2 separate regions of the Mus musculus genome follow, and region 1 is linked to region 2. Evidence: chromatin contacts called from public promoter capture Hi-C data. All regions are on one chromosome and are shown on one strand. Each heading gives the region's core, a stretch centred on a gene start, on an enhancer-like site or on the middle of the called end of the contact. The rest is flanking DNA. Distances are from core to core; before and after follow the strand shown. Region 1 holds the start of Aox3 (aldehyde oxidase 3). Region 2 holds the start of Sgo2a (shugoshin 2A).

Region 1 (5,511 bases), core at 85-2,584, 120 kb before region 2:
TGTTCTCCATCCAGTTTTGAAAAGTTAAATAAACAGGAGCTCTGACAGCAGCAGACAAACAGCATTCCTTCAGCAGCCCTAGGAAAACACTCAGGAAAGCCCCACCTCTCCCTTTAGCATTAGTGTCTTAGACGAATGGTCACCTCCCCCAGGAAGGGATCACAGAGCAAAGAAAGGAACCCAGAGATGAAAGCCAAGTTCTCCCCAGTATTTGTTAGCCAAGAGATCTTGGCCACGTTGCACAATCACCCTGAGCCTTCACAGCACAGCATACAAAACACACACCTCACGCACACCCCACACAATACCACAAGCTCAGCTTAAACTCTGACTGCCCTTTTCCCTGTGCCAACAGTGCTGAGAACAGGCTGTGGACCTTCACATCATACACAATCGTCAAGAACGTCCAGCATATATGCAGACAGTACCGCAGTCATTTTAGGTCTTGTCTAGGTCTCAAGAGCTCAAGACAAAGAAGAAAAGGCTTCATTTCTTAAGTGAGACAAGACCCTTCATTTGTTTATTTGCTTGCTTACTTATTTACTTATGAGACAAGAGTCTCATTGCATAGCCCTTGATGTCCTGAAGCTCACTCTGAGACTAAGTTGGCCTCAACCCCCCTCCAATTCTGGCATTACAGGCATGAATCCAATCTTAAAGGAGTAAGGTGTTAACATGTAAATTAACAGTTCACCTGGCCTTCCAGTAGGTTTTTCTCTTCCATTCTTCCTGACCCAAGGGTTTAAAAGCATTTGTAAATAACCTAAAGACCTTGGACTCTGGATCTGTGCATACATGTGAAAGCAGAAGTTGGGTGGCACAGAAGTTTGAGTCAGAGCTGGAAGAGGTATTGAGGAAGAGTTAGAAGATTCTCTTGCAAGGAAGCCAGTGCCCAGTGCTTAGGTGCATTCAAATGAGACAAGGCTTGGTTTGGAGACACATAGCTGCACACTTTCTCCCTACTAGTCCCAAAACATTATAGATTCTCTCTCTCTTCCCCCCCTCCCTTGTTCCCCAAGAAGCATAGCAGATCGCTAGATCATTTGAGCAACAACTCCCCGACCCCACACAGCCCTTCATTTTGGCAATGCTAATGACAGATCGCTTCTACCAGAGTTTCTTATGTACATTTATTAATTACAGTGTAGAGAACTTACCTTTTTTCCATTCACAAAGAAAATAAGCTCATCTGACTCCTTAGAAGGAGACATTACTTGAGGATAGTCGTCCACACTCTGTGCAACTGTACCTAATGTGTCTAAGTCCACCTCTCAGATGAACTGCTGTGCTCTGCAGGAGACCGAATTGCCCTACAGGATTTAAATCTGCTCTGTGGCTTTGCCTGAGGACTCCTCCCACCCAGCCCTGCCCATCATCGCTCCCAACCTTCCTCCTGCTTCCAATTCCCTCTTTCCTTAAAACCTGGCCCAGCACCAGCTCCGGACTCACTTCTCCACGCCCCAGGCGCTAGCCACTAGAGGGCGTTTTCCAACAAGAAGGCGCTGTTATCGGTGACGTGGAAGGGATGCCGATGGGCTGCTCTTCACTGCTCTCAGATCTATGTCTTCACACTAAGTGTATTTGCTTGCTATTTTTGCCGTTAAACTATACAAAGAATGCTCTAAGAAATGATACAAGTATGAGAAGCAACAAAGTAGAATTTCTCTGTGCCAACATTTAGCAACCAGATTCACGCATGCTGTTGCAGGGTTAGATGGCATTTATGAACACACATAAATGCCCACATGGATTTTTGTTACTTTCTCAACAATATTTTTGTTAATTTCTAAAAGGTGAAATTAAACCATTCACATGATTTCAAAATTGTTTTCCTTTTTCTTTCTCCCAAGTTACTTTGGCTGTCTGTACCTCAGTGGATTTACCTAGGAGTTGGAAAAAACAAAACAAAACAAAACAACAACAACAACAACAAAAACATCTTCCTCAGGGGAAGATTGATGTGGGGATTAAAGGAGCCCATGCAGGGAAAGAGCTTAAAGCAGCAGCTGCACAGTAGAGGCACTGGGAATGTTACTACCAAACATGCCTGACAGTCATTTACATTGTGAATTGTTCTCAGATTTCCAGTTATAAATATTCTACAGGGCAGGAGAGGGCTCAGTAGATAAGAGCACTGGCTACTTTGTTGGGCAACACAGACTTTCTGTAACTCCAGCTCCAGGGGTATGAACATTTCTGCTCTCTCTGGGCATTGAGTGCCCAGGTGAGCACACAGACACAGACACAGAGACAGAGACAGAGACAGAGACAGAGACAGAGACAGAGACAGACACAGACACAGACACAGACACAGACACAGACACAGACACAGACACAGACACAGACACAGACACAGACACAGACACAGACACACACAGACACACACACACACACACAGAGAGAGAGAGAGAGAGAGAGTGTGTTAAAAATATGATGCAGTGGAAATTGAGCTCTATTTTTGCATATTTAGAGCCAACCTGTCCACCTACCCAGCTCCCTCATTCCTCTCTCTCCTTACTTTTATTTTAAGCAGGTTTTGTTTGTTTGCTTGTTTGCTTCTGGATTTTATTCTGCTAACTTTTATTTTAAAATTAGAATACAGAGTAAGAGGTTTCCTTACAGCATTTCATGCATATTTTGTTTTGGTTGAGCCCCACCCCTCGTTTGCATAACAGTTCGAAATCTCTCTCTCTCTCTCTCTCTCCCTCTCTCTCTCTCTCTCTCTCTCTCTCTCTCTCTCTCTCACACACACACACACACACACACACACACACACACACACACACACGCACACACACACACACACACACATGCAGTTAGGTGAGAGGAGAGTATGTGAGTCATGAAGCCAGAAAAGGAACAACAGGAGAAACAGGGGGGTGGGTGGATCCTAGAGTAAGTTAGGTGAAATCAGAAAGGGGATTGGTGGTGGGGTAGGGAAGAAGGGTATTGAGCAAGGGTTCCTGCTGAGCAAACTCTCTGACTGGAATTCTTGGCTTAGAAGTGAGTATCTTGCTGGAGGCAACTCTTTCCTGAGTCACGTGCGCCATACAAGTCCTGTATGGCAGGGTGTGCTTCTCATCTCCGTTGTTACCCCACCCTCCCTTTCTCCAGTATCTGAGGATGGTTCACAGTTAGCTGGCATTTCTCTTATCTTATCTACTTGCTATATATTTAGGGCATATTTCTATTTCTTTTTGTGTCCTTTCATTTTTATTAGGGTTTTTATGTTCTTAACTGAAGAATTTTGAAGCATATAATGGCTAATTGCATAATCTATAAATGTTCAACTCTTTTCTGATAGCATATTGTCAGTGAGGCAGAGCACCACACGGTCTTTCACTTCTTACATCTGCATCCTGGGGGGGGGGGGACTTCCAACCTGACACTCCAGCTGCTTAAGCTCTCCAGGACTGTCAGAGTGGTACTGAAAGACCCACAACGTGAGGACTCCCCCACGTTCTGACTCAGGAGAGGCGACACCCCAAAATCACCCACAAGAAACGGTCTTGTTGCAAACTGCAAGAGGATTTTTATTCAAGAGCACTCTCGGGCCCACGGTCATACACCACGCAGGGGTAGAGGACCGTGGTGCCCGAGTAGCTGGGTAAGGGGGTATTTAAAGGAAGAAACCACAACTCAAGGAAGTGGGGAGGGCGTTGTTGGAAGATACCAAAGATACCAGTTAAGAGTCACAAGGAAGTGCAAAGTTACAAGAGTCACAAGGAATACCTGGTAGCACATTTGCATTGCAAGGTTCTGGTAATGGTCAGGGTGACTTTCTTTGAATGAGCACTCTTTGAACCCAGGAAGCAGGTGGGTGGAGGAATGTCACTATCTGTTTTATGATTAGCATACCTTTACAAAGGCCACATTCCCAAGTCTGGGCCTAAAGGCCTAGAATTCTGTTTTTACTTTGTTATACTTTCAGTACCTGGCAGTACAGAGCGTGAGCGATGCCGGTGGGTTCCATGCTCACACTTTGCTGTAGATTCTTCTGACAGGGTGTTTCGTGTGACCTTAGGATGATGACTGTGATTGTGAGTGCCTGGATCCTATCACATCCTGTTCCAGCCCTGGGGTAGCCAAGGAGGAAGGCAGCCATGTCTTTTTGTCCAGTGGCTTGTTTGGTAACTTTTTCATCATGGAAGCTTCTACCTGCCAACCTCTTGTGATGTTTGAATGAAAATGGCCCCCATAGACTCAGATACTTCAATGCTCGTTCTTCAGTTGGCAGAGCTGTTTGGGAAGGATTAGGAGGTGTGGTCTTGTTGGTGAAGGTGTATCACTGGGGCTGGGCTTTGAGGTTTCAAAAGACCACACCATTCCTAGTTAGCTTTTTCTCTCTGCCTTATGGCTGTTATCTTCACATGTAAGCTCTCTGCTACTTCTCCAAGGCTATGCCTGTCTGTCTGCTGCCATGTTCTCTGCCATGATGGCCATAGCCTCTACTATCCTCTGGAACCATGAACCCCAAATTCTTTAATAAGTTGCCTTGCTAATGATGTTTTATCATGGCAATAGAAAAGTAACTAAGATACCTGTGTTATAAAAATTCTCACAATCAGGCTCACTCTCCCCATTTTATACCTCTTGTCTTCACTCCCCCGTCTGTCTCTTCTTATGCTCTGAACACCTGGCCAAACCATCTGTTACTCCATGATTATTCTATCCTCTGGACGATTGCATTTTCCAGAAGAAGGGGAAAAACAGGTGCACTATCAAAAATTCTGTCCACTGGGGAAAATGTGTTCCGTTTTCCCTACCAACTGCTAGAGAGACTGTAATGTATATATGCCATCCGTCTGTACCTACATCTGGTGCTGACCAACCTGTGAATGAAGCTCAATCTCTTTCTGTTTTACCAGACTTGCCCCAGGGATGTTCCACTTCACTCTGGTGTGAGCTGTGGGAAACGTGCTGACACAGGATGCTGTGTATCTGGGGTCTGGGTATCTGTCTCCCATGCCTGCTTCCTCTTCCATCCCCACTTGTAGCTTACTCTACTAATTCTCTACTAGATGCTCTACTTCCATCCTGCTTCACTGTGCATGTTCATGGCTTGCATCCTAACAAAAACACTGCAGAGTGGCAGATAGGCAGACACAGGAAGGGATAGAAGCAAGAACATTTTCCAGGCAGAGGACAGAGGCAGGGCCTCCAAAGTAAGGGGCAGAGTGGGAGGGATCCATGACAGAAGAGAGGATCACAAGAGAAGCCTGGACAATTCAATATGGCTAACTCACATATGCACTGTAGGGATTCAGGATATGATCCTGATTGGGTGAATGGGATGCCATGGAAGGTTGTTAGACTAGAGCATAGCATATGCATATATGCCTATTAATGTATGTGTACAGTATATGTGGTATATCCATAAGCCCATAAAAAACTTTGGCTTCAATGTGGAGAACAATTTGTAAGGGAAGCAAATCTGAATGCAAGAAAAACAAGAGGACATTATTGCAATAGTCAGGGATAAAGGAAGGTGGCTTGCAGAAACAGCAGCTG
Region 2 (5,542 bases), core at 748-3,247:
GACATAATGTATTTGCAAAGCCCTTTACATAAAGATCTTAAAATACGAACTTAGAGAATCAGGAGAATTAGTGAATTCCAAAAAGGTAAATACTTTTGTTTTTCTATTCAAACCTATATTATATCACCATGCCTAGTGGACACAATGGGCTACCAGCAGAAGACAGGATAGGGTCCCTGCTGTCATGGAAAGAAAAGTCCAGTGTGACACAGACACTGTTGTTACTATGCAAAAGTATAACCTTAGATAGGCAAGTGGACCTTCATGGAAGCACAAAAGAAATGACTCACTCAAGGGGCGGAAGAGGGCTTGGAAAGAGAGGAAATTACAAGCTTAAGTCTAGATTTATGGTCTACACTGGTTAACAATGTAATAGAATTGGAAATAAATAATTAGTATGACAAGAACAATGACTTTAACACACAAGACATTAAAGAAGTGCTAATGCTAACTGGGCAGAGAAAACAGATCAGAAAAAGCTTCACTGAGGTGCAGGTGGCGATGCTGGGCTATGTGCTCGAATGGGGTCAACGCCCCAAACCTATATTCCCGCCACAAGCCACTCTGCTCCTTGCTCTGAGTCCACAGAACAATCTCAGTGTTCCTTTTATGTCCATCACAAAAATCCCTAGATTCCACAAGATTCCTCATTATCTTTACCTTCCTCACCCTAACTGCCCTCCAACTCTTCCCAACCCGGAAGCGGTCCTATAGTAGGCTACAAAGTGACCTAGTCAGGTACCTGCAATTCTCAATCTATACATAGTCTGCAGATCTAGTATAAGGATCCAATGAAAAGATTCTTATTTATCTAGGCATCCCTAACGCCATCACAAACATCTTCACGGAGAAGAGCAGAGATTAGGGTAATGCTGACAGGCAGAAGTTTCTATTAAATGTGTTTTCTGCTGAACTCTTAGTGCCTGGCACATAGCAGCTCCTTGGATAAACATTTCTAATAGAAATATATATGAACACATGAAAGAACTTCTCAGTAGAAAAAAAATCTGCCCAATGTTGAAATGGTCATGTTTGAAAGCATTGAGCAGATGTGGAAAGCTGTTAAGCAAATGACCGAGAAGATGGTTGGGGGCGGGGGGCGAATTTCTGCAACGGGGAGGAAGTTCACTAGGAACGTTTCAACAGTAAAGTTCAACTGTTCTAAAGTTTCGCCCCCCCCCCCCACCAAAAACAAACAAACAAACCATAAAACCGCAGGGAAGCTGGTAGGCTAATTGCAGGTTTTCACCTCACAATCTGAGCAGGGAAACAAGGAGGCTAGCTGCAGATCTTCAACTTTCCCTCCAGTCCAATCCCCCGTCTCATCCACAGCCCTGTGGCAGACCTTCTACTGTGACCTCTTCTCATTCTTTGATCCCACTTCTGAGGGGGGCGGGAATAAACAGATCCTGATGACACACCCTGCTTTCCTCCCTCCTGTGGACCCCCATGCCACGCCCTAGCATATAGCACATCTCCATTTCTAAGTGTCAGCTCCCAATACCCAGATCCCGGCCAAGCTATTAGTTCTCTGTTCGAAACAAGCCTGGCAGAAGCCCTACCCTGGAGATGCGTGTAGGTGCATCCTTACCTACACGAAAGCAGCCGTTTCAGACCTGGTCACAAGGACCTAGATCCCTTTCCCTCCAGGTACTGACCTGAAAACTAGTGGCGACCCCTCGCCCAGCTGGGAGCTCAAAGTCAGAACAGAGGTTACCGCCCCGATCCGAAGGCGGCTCCGCGTCCCGGCTCCGCGTCCCGGCCCTGCAAGCCGACGCGCGGCGGCGAGGACTGAGGCGCCAGGAGTGGCTACCGAGAAGGGTTCCGGCTTCGCAGGCCTTGCTGGCCGCGCTGGCCTCGTCCACGCCTACCAGCGACCCCTTCAGCTGTGGGTGCCCACACTTGCCAGGGAAGCGCGACAATCCGCGAAGACCAGGATTCAGGTTTAAACTGCGCGGCAGTTAGCGTTTATGCTCCAGCCAATCAGATTCCGAGAAGGCGGCGCAAAGATGCGCTGCCACCCGGAAGTGGAAGACGGAAGGGGCGGGACGTACTGGAGAGGGTCGAGTGGGCGTGGCTGGGTGAGCCGGGCGGGCTGCAGCGAGCGTGAAAAGGTTCTCCTTGCCTCTCTGAGCTTCTGGTAGCCATTTCCACCAGCCCTGACAGAGAGGGCCATTCACCACGGATAAAGGGACACTCTGAGGGTTGGCAGGCACCTCTAGTCCTTCGCAGGGCTTTGTGTTGTTCACTGTGTGATTATTTGTCTGCATCCAGTTTCTGCATTCTTGCCTTCCAATTGTGATCCTTGCTTCTTTACACTTCACTTAAAAGCCTTTCTCAATTTTGCACTTGGAAGTGCTGCAATGATACTCCATTTTAGCAGAGTACACAGAGTGGCATTTTAAACTATTTCAACTATATTTTAAAATGTGTTAGTCTTATTTTTCAAGTCAGTTTGGTTCTTTTTACAAAAGGTTAATAATAATATATATATGTAGAATTTCGAGAAACGATATTTTAAAAAACTGCTCTGTTCCATCATATTAAAAATACAAATAGAAGCCAGGCAGTGATGGTGCATACCTTTAATACCAGCACTTGGGAACCTTTAATACCAGCACTTGGGAGGCAGAGGCAGGCAAATTTCTGAGTTCGAGGCCAGTCTTGTCTACAGAGTGAGTTCCAGGACAGCCAGGGCTACACAGAGAAACCCTGTCTTGAAAAACCTAAATAAATAAATAAATACTACAAATATGGCATTTAGAGGTCATGAGCATTTGTTGCAAAGGACCCAGGTTTAGTTATCAGCACTCACATGGTGGCTCACAGCCATCTGTAACTCCAATTCTGGGGAATCTTATGTCCTCTTCTGGCCTCTGCAGGCACCAGATATGCATATGGTGTACATACATACATGCATGCGTACATTCGGGCAAAATATACATATAAAATAATAAATCTTTTAAAAAGAACCTTGTCATCCCTAGGTGGGGCAGTCTCTGGATGGCCTTTCCTTCATTCTCTGCTCCACACTTTGCCTCTGTATTTCCTCCTGTGAGTAGCCTGTTTCCCCTGCTAAGAAGCACTGGAGCACTTTGGTCTTCCTTCTTCTTGAGCTTCATGTGGTCTGTGAATTGTATCTTGGGTATTCTGAGCTTCTGGGCTAATATCTACTTGTCAGTGAGTGTGTACCATGTGTGATCTTTTGTGACTGGGTTACCTCACTCAGGTTTTCTAGTTCCATCCATTTGTCTAAGAATTTCATGAAGTCATTGTTTTTAAATAGCTGAGTAGTGCTCTGTTGTAGAAATGTACCACATTTTCTGTTCCTCGGTTGAAAGACATCTGGGTTCTTTCCAGCTTCTGGCTATTATTATATTATGATATACATTATAATATTACATATAATATATCATAATATTATACATATGTGTGTACAGATATATCATAATATATATATATGAACATAGTGGAGCATCTTATGTGTTAGAGCATCTTCTGGGTATATACCCAGGAGTGGTATAGCTGGGTCTTCAGGTAGTACTATGTCCAATTTTCTGAGGAACTGCCAGACTGATTTCCAAAGTGCTTGTACCAGCTCGCAATCCTACCAACAAGGAGAAGTGTTCCTCTTTCTCCACATCCTCACCAGCATCTGCTGTCACCTGAGTTTTTAATCTTAGCCATTCTGACTGCTGTGGGGTGGAACCTTAGGGTTGTTTTGATTTGCATTTCCCTGATGACTAAGGATGTTGAACATTTCTTTAGGTGCTTCTCACCCATTCGTTATTCCTCAGTTGAGAATTTTTTGTTTAGTTCTCTGGAGTCTAACTTCTTGAGTTCTTTGTACATATTGGATATTAGCCCTCTATTGGATGTAGGGTTGGTAAAGATCTTTTCCCAATCTGTTGGTTGCCATTTTGACCTATTGACAATGTCCTTTGCCTCACAGAAGCTTTGCAATTTTTTTCTTTTTTTTCCCCCCCAAGACAGGCTTTCTCTGTATAGCCCTGGCTGTCCTGAAGCTCACTCAGTAGACAAGGCTGGCCTCGAACTCAGAAATCTGCTTGCCTCTGCCTCCCAAGTGCTGGGATTAAAGGCGTTTGCCACCACTGCCTGGCTGAAGCTTTACAATTTTATGAGTCCCATTTGTCTATAGTTGATCTTAGAGCATAAGCCATTGGTGTTCTGCTCAGGAAAACTTCCCCTGTACCCATGTGTTCAAGGCTCTTCCCCACTTTTTCTTTTAGTAGACACCAGATTTAGTGTATCTGGTGTCATATGGAGGTGTGGAGGTCCTTGATCCATTTGGACTTGAGCTTTGTACAAGGAGACAAGAATGAATTGATTTGCATTCTTCTACATGCTGTCTGCCAGTTGAACCAGCACAATTTGTTGAAAATGCTGTCTTTTTCCCACTGGATGGTTTTAGCTTGTTTGTCAAAGATCAAGTGACCATAGGTGTGTGGGCTCATTTCTGGGTTTTCAATTCTATTCCATTGATCTACCTGCCTGTCTCTATACCAATACCATGCAGTTTTTATCTCTATTGCTCTGTAATACAGCTTGTCCTTCTTCCCTTTTTAAAACAATAAAGCATAAATAGCCATCAGTGTGAAAACAGGTCAACATCCTTAGACATCAGGGGAAAATAAATTAAAACTGCATTAAGATTACATCTTATCCCAGACAAATGGCTATCATTTAAAAAAAAAACTGATGAAAATAAACAAATCCTTATACATTGCTCATAGAAATGCAAATTAATCCAAACTGGAAAAGAGAAATTCATATGACTCAGAAGCTATACCACTTCTGGTTATATGCCCTAAGAACCCTAATGTTTAGTAGTTAAACTAACCAGTATTTAGTTTACCTAACCTAATTCATCAAATATTCAGTACATGTTATATGTTTCTTTTTTTCGTACTCCTTGTAATTACAAATTGACTAAGGTCACAGAGCTATTGAGAGCCACATCTGGAGTCCAAAACCAAATATGCATGACCTCATGTGGGTCTCACACTAACCATAGAGCCTGCATTGCTTTTCAAAACCAGAAATGACTCCTCTTCCTATGCCAGTCCATCTCCTTTTGGCCATCACTTCCACATACTTGCCTGAAGGCTTACACTTGATTAAGCAGCACACTTTCATTTCACTGAAAACTTTACCCTTGTTTAAATATTAAAAGTTTGGGGTATCATGACTAGCATAGTTTTTAGATGTCCTACTCTTTAGTCAAGGCTAGCCGAGACTCACTATGTAGCTCCAAAAAGCTCTCAATTTTGTAGCAACTCTTCTGCTTCAGCCTTCCATGAGCTGGGATCACAGGGTGAGCTACCACCCATGAGAACTCCTGTAACCATGTGGACTGGTTCAGCCTTGGATGGGGCCATGCTAATCTCGTATCCTTCCAGTGTTAATACATGTGCTGCCGAGGTGAGCACCACTACACGCTCTTAAATGACAGTGGCCCTAGCACCACCATTTACTGGTCACTTAACTTTGACCAAGGCGTTTTATCTCTGTTTTGTTTCCT

What was found. Promoter capture Hi-C pulls out the DNA fragments that hold promoters and counts their contacts.
Region 1: a contact with region 2 is called in a promoter capture Hi-C map of hippocampal neurons, with 5 times the contacts expected there. The contact joins the promoter of Aox3 here to the promoter of Sgo2a in region 2. A contact is called at or near these places in 12 of 39 promoter capture datasets (the 3T3-L1 cell line, 3T3-L1-derived adipocytes, cranial neural crest and 8 more), 7 of 484 Hi-C or Micro-C datasets (cerebellum, cerebral cortex, cortical neurons and 3 more) and 2 of 9 other capture datasets (adipose tissue and pancreatic islet).

Annotation. Positions count from the first base shown.
Region 1 is chr1:58,108,959-58,114,469 of GRCm38.p6, reverse strand. It overlaps Aox3 (aldehyde oxidase 3), which reads right to left and starts at 1,334. Exons shown (of 35, transcript NM_023617.2): 1 at 1,158-1,334. The coding sequence starts at 1,211.
Region 2 is chr1:57,992,429-57,997,970 of GRCm38.p6, reverse strand. Sgo2a (shugoshin 2A) reads right to left here and starts at 1,997. Exons shown (of 9, transcript NM_199007.2): 1 at 1,659-1,997.